2 separate regions of the Salmo salar genome follow, and region 1 is linked to region 2. The links are chromatin contacts, called in public Hi-C maps. All regions are on one chromosome and are shown on one strand. Each heading gives the region's core, a stretch centred on a gene start, on an enhancer-like site or on the middle of the called end of the contact. The rest is flanking DNA. Distances are from core to core; before and after follow the strand shown. Region 1 holds the start of LOC106571893 (protein bicaudal D homolog 2). Region 2 overlaps LOC106571893 (protein bicaudal D homolog 2).

Region 1 (5,141 bases), core at 808-3,307, 66 kb before region 2:
AAGTTGTTACAGTGGTATGACATTGGATCCAGAGATGTATAGGTTAACTATGGACTTTTCCAGGAAATTGTGGTAAACAGTGCCAAACCAAAGTGGGAAAAAAACATGTTCTATTCTCAGCCAGGACCATCTTTTCAAAAACACAATTTAATTATATCTCTATTGATATTTCAGACAGTGGCGATTTTAGCATGTAAATCTTGGTGGAGCAAACTCCCCCAAAATGTGTTAGATGCATGCCAGCAAAGTCACTACACAACACAACATAACACTACACCTGGCCTTGTCTGGCAGCGAAACAGTTCATTCAGCCTCATTTACTGCCTTTTTAAAAAACATAGCTGATATGGCTGACTTGCTTAAACAAATGTGGTTTCTACTGACAATTGAGATCTACAAACTATGAGCGGATAAGAGGCAATCCGTAATTTCGATTAAAACAATGAGCGAGCTAAGACGGATGTATTCAATATAACTATTTGTTCAGCACTTTTGAAATGTACATTGACAGAATGCAGAACTTGGGCCGTTCTTACAGTATTCTTCCTATGCACCAAGTCAGAACCGTCAGATAAATAAAGGGGGCATATAAGCAGACAATGAAAGCTCTTACAATATTTGATGATGACATTTCTCTAAAACAGGCTATAGGCTACATGTGGATTTGGCTACATAAGGATTTGCCAGTAGATTGTCGACTTGATTCATGATGATGACTGCTTGTTTACCTAGCTAGTTAAGATTTTGAAAGTATGATGTTGACATGATCAGTCCAATCAAAGCTACGGTAGATATAACGTGATTTGACGTAATTTTGTGTGGCCAATAACCTTGAGCCTTCTTGGATGGCACTTCTAATGTAAATCAATAGCTCTCCCTGTAGATTTTTTGGTGATGTAGTATCCCGATGAGGGACAGAACACTGAGCCAATCACTGCGCAACTAGAGAACATTACCAACCCTTCCTCTCTGTATTTTCAGCTGGCTGCCGAAAGCACCACCGAAAGCACTGACCTAGGCTAAAACACCTGCATTTTGAAGCTGTCTTACTCAAGAAAGCAAAAAAGAGACCATGTTTGTATGCGGTTTTATTAACTCAATTTATTTTTTACATTGTTTGTAAACTGATATGTGACACGTATTAATGTAAAAATAAAAAACATTGTGTGTAGGGGTGGGCTAAACAGGTTCCCCCCTTTGGTATGTTCTATTGAGAACTGTCTGGTGCTTCTACACCTGCAGGTGCTTCTACACCTGCATTGTTTGCTGTTTGGGGTTTTAGGCTTGGTTTCTGTACAGCACTTTGACATCATCTGATGTAAGAAGGGCTTAATAAATACATTTGATTGAAATTTGATCTGGGACTTGTTGTTTCCCTGTTTAGGCCTACTACTCAAAGATATTTTACTTATTAAGTCAAAGACGAAATTAACTGCAATACACTGGCCTCAAATATTGTCTATTAGCATAACTAGACCATACAGACCAACAGGGGGCCCATTGTATAAACAAAAATCATCCTATTAAAACGTGTACAATGCAACATGCCTAGCTCTGCCCACAGTGGATGGCTTACGGATCGCTCTTTACAATAAGCGCTCATATTGTCATATTCCAACAGCTGGAGTTATACCACCACAACGGCAAAAAAAACGATGCGTCCGGTAGCTCCTAGCCTCAATAAACGCATGGCAATATCAATGACAATAGGCTATTTAGTTCATAACCTATTGTCTGCTTTAGTCATTTGATCAAGTTGAGAGTGATGCTCTTGTCAAAAGCCGCTGGAAACACTTTTATTATAGGCTATGACTATGACTACAGCATCGTGAATCTACAGAAACAACCGACAGATGGCACGAGATGCACAGTGACCAAATCTTTTCTTGACCCATTCCTTTGAAAATAAAATGCCGCTTCCGTGTTCCACACGTTTCACCTTAGACTAGCCTGCACACAATGCCTGATGGGATATGAGTGCATTTCCCTGACATCTATGCATTGGCGTTTGTGGTACTACATTTCCCTTCAACCACCATTCTTATCTTCTAGTTCTCTCAGCTGAGTGATCTGACAGCGCTAGACAGCTTCTCCCCAATCGCTCTGAGCAGCCGGGGAGAGGCGAAGGGCAAAGGAACTGCAGTCATGGAGCAGTTGTAGGGATAACAGACAAGCCTCTCCTGCCGGAAGAAATAAAGAAACCACAGCTTCATGACCGAAAACGCAATACCCAAAGTGGCAACGAGAAACGCAAGAGTACCGATCATGCAGTTCAAATACAGAAGAATCTAATAATCTATTAAAACGAAAGGGTTCTCCTCGATCCTTCAAGATTGGACCCGCTTGAAGCCGTCTCATCCCCTCGTCGTAGGATTAGCTGGCGCATCGGCCAAGGTTGATCCATCACCAACATCCACAGTATGTCCGTGGAGGAGCAGCGCTATTCTGAAACGATGCTCGTGCTAGAGGCCGAACCGGAGTGTCTGCGAGCCGAGATAGAGCGCCTTTCCCGGGAGCTGAGTGAGACCACCCATGAGAAGATCCAGGCGGCGGAGTACGGGCTGGCAGTGCTGGAGGAGAAGCAGCAGCTTCAACATCAGTATGACGACCTGGAGATCGAATACGAGACCGTGCGCCAGGAACTGGACATGCTCAAAGAGGTACGTTGTAGTGTTTTAACGGTGTGTATTTGCTGTATGAAATTGAAATATACATTTAAACAGCTATAAAATTCCATATATTTTTTTTGTGGGGGGGGGGGCAATGAAGTACTTGTAACTTTGCCTTATGTTCTATCAATGATTCCCCTTTCAGGGTGAATTTATATTATTGCCATACTACCCCTTCTAGCTATAGGCTTCATAATATCTTGCCAAGCTGCTGTGGAATTAGCTTTTTCTAATTGAAGGTATTGGGGTTAGAGACAAATGCGTTCTGTTTTTTCCATGCCCATACAGTGTTTGTTGTGTATTGTCATTTGCTGTGGGATTTGAAATGTAAACTCAAATATACTGAAGAAAAATATAAACGCAACATCTAACAATTTAAAAGAATTTACTGAGTTACAGTTGAAATAAAATCAGTCAATTGACAAAATGCATTAGGCCCTATTCTATGGATTTCACATGACTGGGAATACAGATATGCATATGTTGGTCACAGATACCTTAAAAAAAAAATAGGGCCGTGGATCAGAAAACCAGTCAGTATCTGGTGTGACCACCATTTGCATCATGCAGCGCGACACATATCCTTTGCATACGGGCTGGCAGACTGTTGATTGTGGCCTGTGGAATGGTGTAATTTTCAGCTTCCAGGATTTGCATACAGATCTTTGCGACATGGAGCTGTGCATTATCATGCTATAAGGTGATGTCGGCGGATGAATAGCACCACAATGGGCCTCAGAATCTCGTCACGGTATCTGTGCGTTCAAATTGCCATCGATAAAATGCAATTGTGGTAATTGTCCGTAGTTTATGCCTGCCCTATACCATAACCCCACCGCCACCATGGGACAACTTTGACATCAGCAAACGCTCACCAACACGACACCATACACGTGGTCTGTGGTTGAGTGGCCGGTTGGACTTGCTGCCCAATTCTCTAAAACGACACTGGAGGTGCTTATGGAAGAGAAATTAACATTAAATTATCTGGCAACAGCTCTGGTGGAGATTCCTGCAGTCAGCACGCCAATTGCACGCTCCATCAAAACTTGTGTGACAAAACAGCACATTTTAGCGTGGCTTTTTATTGTTCCCAGCACAAGGTGCACCTGTGTAATGGTCATGCTGTTTAATCAGCTTCTTGATATACCACACCTTTCAGGGGGATGGATTATCTTGGCAAAGGAGAAATGCTGACTAACAGGGCTGTAAACATATTTGTGGACATCATTTGAGAGAAATAAGCTTTTTGTGGGTATGAAACATTTCTGGAATCTTTTATTTCAGCTCATGAAACATGGGACCAAAACTTTACATGTTGTGTTTATATTTCTGTTCAGTGTATATTGCACTGCTGAAATATTATAGGCTTACTCCAATGAGGATGAAGATGAGTTATCTGACATGCTGAACATTATATCTTCACTAATGTATCTGAGTAATGGTTATCCACTGCCACCCTTTTTATTAATGTGTAACTGATAAAAAAAGTGGACATTCACTCAATTGCTTTTGGTTGATATCATTTTATCCCTCATTTAAACACACATAAGTCCTCTCTAATACCAATTTTGACAATACTCTTAGTAAAGTAGTCTCTCAAACCAGAGGACCTTAATTATCTGGTATTTCCAGTCTGGTTTGAAAAAGAGGCGGGCATGTGGTTTTTGAATTTTGAAAGTTCCCGCCTGAAAAAGAGGAAGGATGAGTAACCTACTCACAGAGGAAACAAAATGAGTTTTGACCATTCAGGAATGGGAGGAATGTTGACTGTTAGGGCAGGGAGACAGGATAAAGGACTGGTCTGTCTTTCCAAACTGTGAAAACCCCTTTCCCACTTAAATGTAACACGCCAGTCCTAGTTCTACCTTCCTTTTCCTGGCAGAGGTTTCAGCAGCCTTGTGATTTTGATTAGGAAAGAAGGAGAGTGGGGTAAGAAGTAGGGTAGGGAGTCAGAGTGAACTGCTGCAGCTGCTGAACAGCTTACGTGTCCCAGAGCAGTTTGGTAGAAAAGGGGCATGTCCTTTTTTTGCACTGAGATTTCTCCCCAGAGATTCACTGCATGGCCTGGATGAGTCACTTCCTGCTATGTGGAACCTATCTCTGAGATTTTACTTCCCTGCTGCTACCCACATGACTAGAACAGACCAATCATCATGGCTCAGTGGGCTGGGTACCCTATGATGACAGCTCCCTTGGGTCTGTAAATATGTGAGTGGGATGAGGAATGAGGCAGAGAGAGAGAGAGGAGGGAGGCAGAGAAAAAGGGAGAGGAACCCTTGGCTGAACAGATATAACACAGTAAAAGCTTAAGGCAATAAACACATTGTTTCTCTCTGTCGTCCCTTTCCTCTGTCTCTTCTCCCTCTTTCTCCCCCTCACTATTGCATCTCTCTCTACCTCTCTACCTCTCTCTCTACCTATCTTTCTTTCTTTCTCTCTCTCTCTCTCTCTCTCTCTCTCTCTCTCTCT
Region 2 (5,082 bases), core at 479-2,978:
TCTTTTGGAAATTGGGAGGTGCCGGGAAAAAAAAGTGAGCAAGAGAGAGGGGTGTGGGGGAGTTCTGAGCTGTAGTCCTTAAATGCTTTCCAGTTTCACTGACTCACCCAATGATGCGCAGCTCACTCGTTGGTGATGGCCGATGCGCTCGTGCCAAAAGCCTCTCTCTCTCTCGTTTTACTTTGTAAAACAATATTTGGAAGTTGATCAAATATTTTGCGTCTTCTCTTTTCAGCAGGAGCCATTCGCTTTCCAACCTTTGTTTTCCCTCGATTGTTTTTTAAATGTTGCGTAAGGCCTGTTTTTTCTGCATGCTGTTTATTCACTGACAGATTTGTAGTGGGTTCCCGACTGTAGGCTATTCGTTGTTATTGGACTACAATCCACAGCCAGGCAATAAAAAAAAAAAAAAGCTATTGATCCTCTGTGGCTAAATTATAGGCCTTATCATTGTGTAGTAGGCTATTCTGAGTGATTAAAACATTTTCTGAACAGACAGTAGTAATTCTATAACTTTGGCAAATGTATTTCAATTTATCATGGGTGCTGCAGTTCCACCAGAACCCTTTGCGCGGGTATGATTCTATAAGTAAATAAATGATGAAGTGCACCGCTGGAGAGTTACAGGCTCATGTTTATCAGAGCAGAGCGGGAGAGAGATCGTAGAAAGTTAATCTCATTCTAGTTATGTGAGAGATACAGTCGTGCTCACACAGCCACGGCCACCCGTTGGTCTCAAACATACAAATATTAGGCCAGGACTTAAAATCAACTTTTTCACATTACGTTTTTTTGTGGGGGCAGGACAATTAACGAAGAGGCAACTCATATGAACGTTGATCGCTTTTATTATCATTTTTACATTTAAAAAAGTGAGAAGGAAAAATCATGCCACGAAAGTTACCGGATCCGGCCAAATAGATTCCGCACCAAAACAGTTGAAAATGGAGAGGTGCAGGATTGGACTCCAATTAAGCACTGCCTGAACATGCCTGCTCTTAGCAGGCTCTAGGCACTATACATGCAACGAATCAAACAGCCTTCCCCCAGTCAAATTGAACAGGCACACACTCTCATTCTATCTCTTTGTGTTTCTCTGATTCCCATTTTGTTCTTACTTTCATTGTTGGTTATTTTATTCCTTCTTTATCTCCCCTCTCCTCCCTCCTAAATCCTCTCACTCAACCTCCTCCACAATGACCAATGCTGTTCCCACATAGCCAGAGAACAGCTGAGGCGAGTGTGTGTCTGTGTTCACACTCCATGTGACAAACAAATGTGCTGTAGTGCTGTGTTTCTACACAGGAGTCTGCTGAGGGCAGGACGGCTCATAATAACCTTTCCACTTATTCCGCTCCAGCCATTACCACGTGCCCGTCCTCCCCAATTAAGATGCCACCAACCTCCTGTGGTATGTGCCTGTCAGTGTAGTCCATACCCTTCCCTATGAACGTTTCATCGTGTTTCATGCAGTGCGTGGGTGTGGATATGAGTGTATGCTGTGCACGTTATACTCTGAGAGCATGTGTGTGCAGTAAGCCTGTATGTGTCTCGTGACCCGTGGCTACTGTAGATCATCTGAGACATGGAGCCTCTGTTCCACACTACTCTGAATGTGGAGACTGTTCTTCTACAAAGGGCCAGCCGCCACCCAGGGCCATTGTGGCCCTCCAGTCCCTCTCTATCAGGCCAAGAAGGGCCCCATTGTATCCCTTCATCCCTAGAATGGAAGCCCATATTTTTTCCCGGGAAAACCCACGCCCTCTTTCACCCTCCACCCAGCATGGCTGGTCCATCTTAAAGGGCACTGCGACCCCTGGGAACCCCCCCATTCGCCATCTCACACTGGGTCAAATGAAGCTGCACTGATCCCCTTTGTCTGGGTGTGTCCCCCAGTGGGAGTCCGACTGCACGCCCACGAGGGGGGGCTGGGTTTGTGTTTGTGTATGTGGGGGAGAGGATGTATACATCATGGGGAGCGCCCATGTGCAATAACACAACTCTTCAACGAGCCTATGTGACGTATGAGAAGACGCACTGGGCACAGACATCAGTTCAACTTTCGACTCCTTGTAAAGTCCATGCCCTGATGAATTGAGGCTGTTCTGAGGGCAAAAGGGGGTGCAACTCAATATTAGGAAGGTGTTCCTAATGTCTTTTCCACTCATTGTAGATTGTAATTGACACTTGGAAGTGTAGAGGAAACATTTCAATCCACCAGATAGAACAGGGAGTGTTTTTGTCCCACATTTAGATTCAGAGTAACCTATAATTGCCCTTATATAGACTGTTCTTGTCCTGCAGGTAGGACTGAAGGAGTGTTCTGAGATGCCAGGAATTTCATTCCAATGTGGGTTATGCTGAATGACAGCTGGAAGGCAAGGTGGTGTACTGCACAGATCTCTGCAGAGGTGTGGCTACCATTATCACTGGGGAATGTCATCTCAGATCGCTGTGTCAGCAGGATGGAGACAGGTGGGGGGGGGTGGAGTGACTGCAGGTACCGAGAGTAGATGAGTTTGAAAAAAGGCTAGAGAGAGGCAGACAGAGAAGAGGACATTAAGAGAGGAGGGTGGAGGAAGGATGATGGAGATATAAATGAAGGATGGAGGGAGGATGACAGAGAGATGTAATATGAAGGTGCAGAGAAAGGAAAGAGAGGTAGAGAGAGTGAAGGGCAGAATGATTAATAATGAAAGAGGAAGGGTGTAGCAGGTGGACAGTGATATGAACCCCTGCCTCTACATTCCAGGCAGCATGACCTAGTTTTTTGGATCTGCGTGGAGAGATGGAGAGAGAGAGATGACAGGAGAGTTAATATCTTGTGCTATTTCACACTAACGTGAGAGGCAGAATTGATATTTGATGTTATATTACACTGATGCTAGAGAAAGAGTGGAGAGAGTTGTTTGAGTGATAGTGAGAGGAAGGAAAATCTCAGTTTGGTGAGTATTTCTTCCATACATTTCTTTGCACCTCTCTTGTTTGCTCTCTCCCTTAGCCCACTCCTAAAGTGACGCAGGGGGGGATCTTGGAGTTGGGTTAAAGCTTTCCTCCTTTGTGTGTGATCTATTATTAACTTACTCTGTGCTCAGACTCCTCATATTGTCATGCAGACAGACGTCCGGGTAGAGCTGCTTTCAACCTCAGCCCTCAGCCTCGCTGTTCATGAATGTTAATTACACCAATAGGGGTTATAGTCAACATCAACACAGCCCACATAAACCCCAACCCCGGGATACATTCAAATGGGATATATGTTCAGCCATTAAACTCTGCGTATATATGCATACTGTGTTTGGATATTAGCAGTACAAAGTGAATCATGCGTAGCTGGGCTTTTAGTGAATAGTAAATACATCTCAACATTTTCTACTGCCCCAGTGCAATACAGATGAGGTCTTAAGTGAGTCTTGTGGGGGTGAAATGAGTTCCTACTGTTCTTACTTGAATAGGATGTTTATAGTGCTGAGCATTAACCAACCTTTTTGTTATTTTTTCACCTACATCTTTCAATTATTTGGATTTAAAACATATTTCCTGCAATTCTACACAGTTTGTCGTAAGGTGCAGAGAAATGTTGCAGTTTTAAAGCAAATGTTCTTGCAATTCAATACATTTTGCCATGTCTAATGTTTATTCATATCATATTTTAGTGACTCGAACATTACGACAAAGTCTATGGGCAAAAAGAACTAGCTAAAAAACATTAGCTAACATGGGATAGTTGATCTGGACATTTCTGACAAGTTATAAATAGCTCTCTAAGGTATGCAATGACTAACATGACTCATGATGAGGAACTGATGATGCACTACCCAATTTAGTAATGTCACCTTGTGCATTCTACTATTACAACAAAGAGTAAGTTCCTTTAAAGTTTGGGAACCACTGGTTTAAGTGATTGATAGTGTTCAGCAGTCATAAAAGTATGCCATATTTACATTGAAAAACTACAAAATTGGGATTTTGTCAGAAGCAGCTCTATTTTGTCAGGAAACAGCTCTATAGAGATGAGGTGATGACTTGAAATAAAACAAATGTAATATACACAACAGCTTAACATTTTTATTAATGTGACGTAATGTGAATAAATTATGGTTAATATGTGATAAGCAGTAATGGGCATTCACAACCATCATGTGACTTATATTAGTTGTTTTATTCTGTATTGTTACAGCATTCAACCCACATAATGCATAGTGCATTTCATGTTTAAAAAAAGTATCAAAACCGAAATCGAAAACCATGATTATTTTTTCATAATCGAACCGAAACCGAACTGACCTCCAAAAAGCACTTATCGCTCAGCACAAAAAAGTTTAGGACAGAGAGGTTTCCAGGGAGAAGAGAGTGGTGCTGGGGAGATGGAGAGATAGTCTGAAGAAATGGTAGACTGCCGGATGGCAAGGCTCTGGTAGACACCTCAAGGGCTTTATCTGGTGGAGAAGACGGGCACTGGGGAAGTACGTCAAAGGTCAAGACGAATGTAGGTTAAGCCTTTTTTCTTGCATTGATTTTCAGTGGGCTTGAAGGTCAGTGAAATCCATCTGAAATAGCCACAGACAATATGAACAGTCAGATTGGAGATCCAGACCATTACCAATGGTAGTGATCCATACAGACCACAGTCACTGTCAGATCACTGTGCCTTTGACTGTTAACACTGGAGGTTTCTACTGCCACCTATTGGATGGCTAGTGAAAATGCAGTAAATGTTTAAGGACTGGAATCTCACTGACGTTGGAGACAAATGCCTTATTCTAATGTGATCTCTCTCCCTCCATCCCTCTCTCTCTCTCTCTCTCTCCCTCCTTCTACTGTAGCTGTGACGAGTATGTGACTCAGCTGGATGAGATGCAGAGACAGCTGTCTGCGGCAGAGGATGAGAAGAAGACCCTGAACTCCCTCCTCCGTATGGCCATCCAGCAGAAGCTAGCCCTGACCCAGCGCTTGGAGGACCTGGAGTTTGACACCGAGCAGACCCGCCGCGGGGGCAAACCTAAAGGCAGGACCACCAACGGCAGGACCACCAACGGCCAGACCAACACCGCCAACAACCCCCACGTAAGTCACGGGCTC

Evidence for each region. A called contact is a pair of places that touch in the nucleus more often than the background predicts.
Region 1: a Hi-C map of gill shows a contact between it and region 2, with 5 times the contacts expected there. The contact joins the promoter of LOC106571893 here to the enhancer-like site in region 2. A contact is called at or near these places in 2 of 3 Hi-C or Micro-C datasets (gill and muscle).

The regions. Positions count from the first base shown.
Region 1 is chrssa15:63,867,228-63,872,368 of Ssal_v3.1, reverse strand. It overlaps LOC106571893 (protein bicaudal D homolog 2), which reads left to right and starts at 2,057. Exons shown (of 12, transcript XR_006759223.1): 1 at 2,057-2,660.
Region 2 is chrssa15:63,801,392-63,806,473 of Ssal_v3.1, reverse strand. LOC106571893 (protein bicaudal D homolog 2) reads left to right here. Exons shown (of 12, transcript XR_006759223.1): 11 at 4,827-5,082. Among protein-coding and RNA genes, the nearest start is that of LOC106571892, 16 kb to the right of the region's middle. Within about 2 kb of position 1,728, at least 2 of the 13 cell types and tissues checked have an H3K27ac peak or open chromatin away from gene starts, as enhancers often do. A contact at or near this core is called in gill, where this site is marked.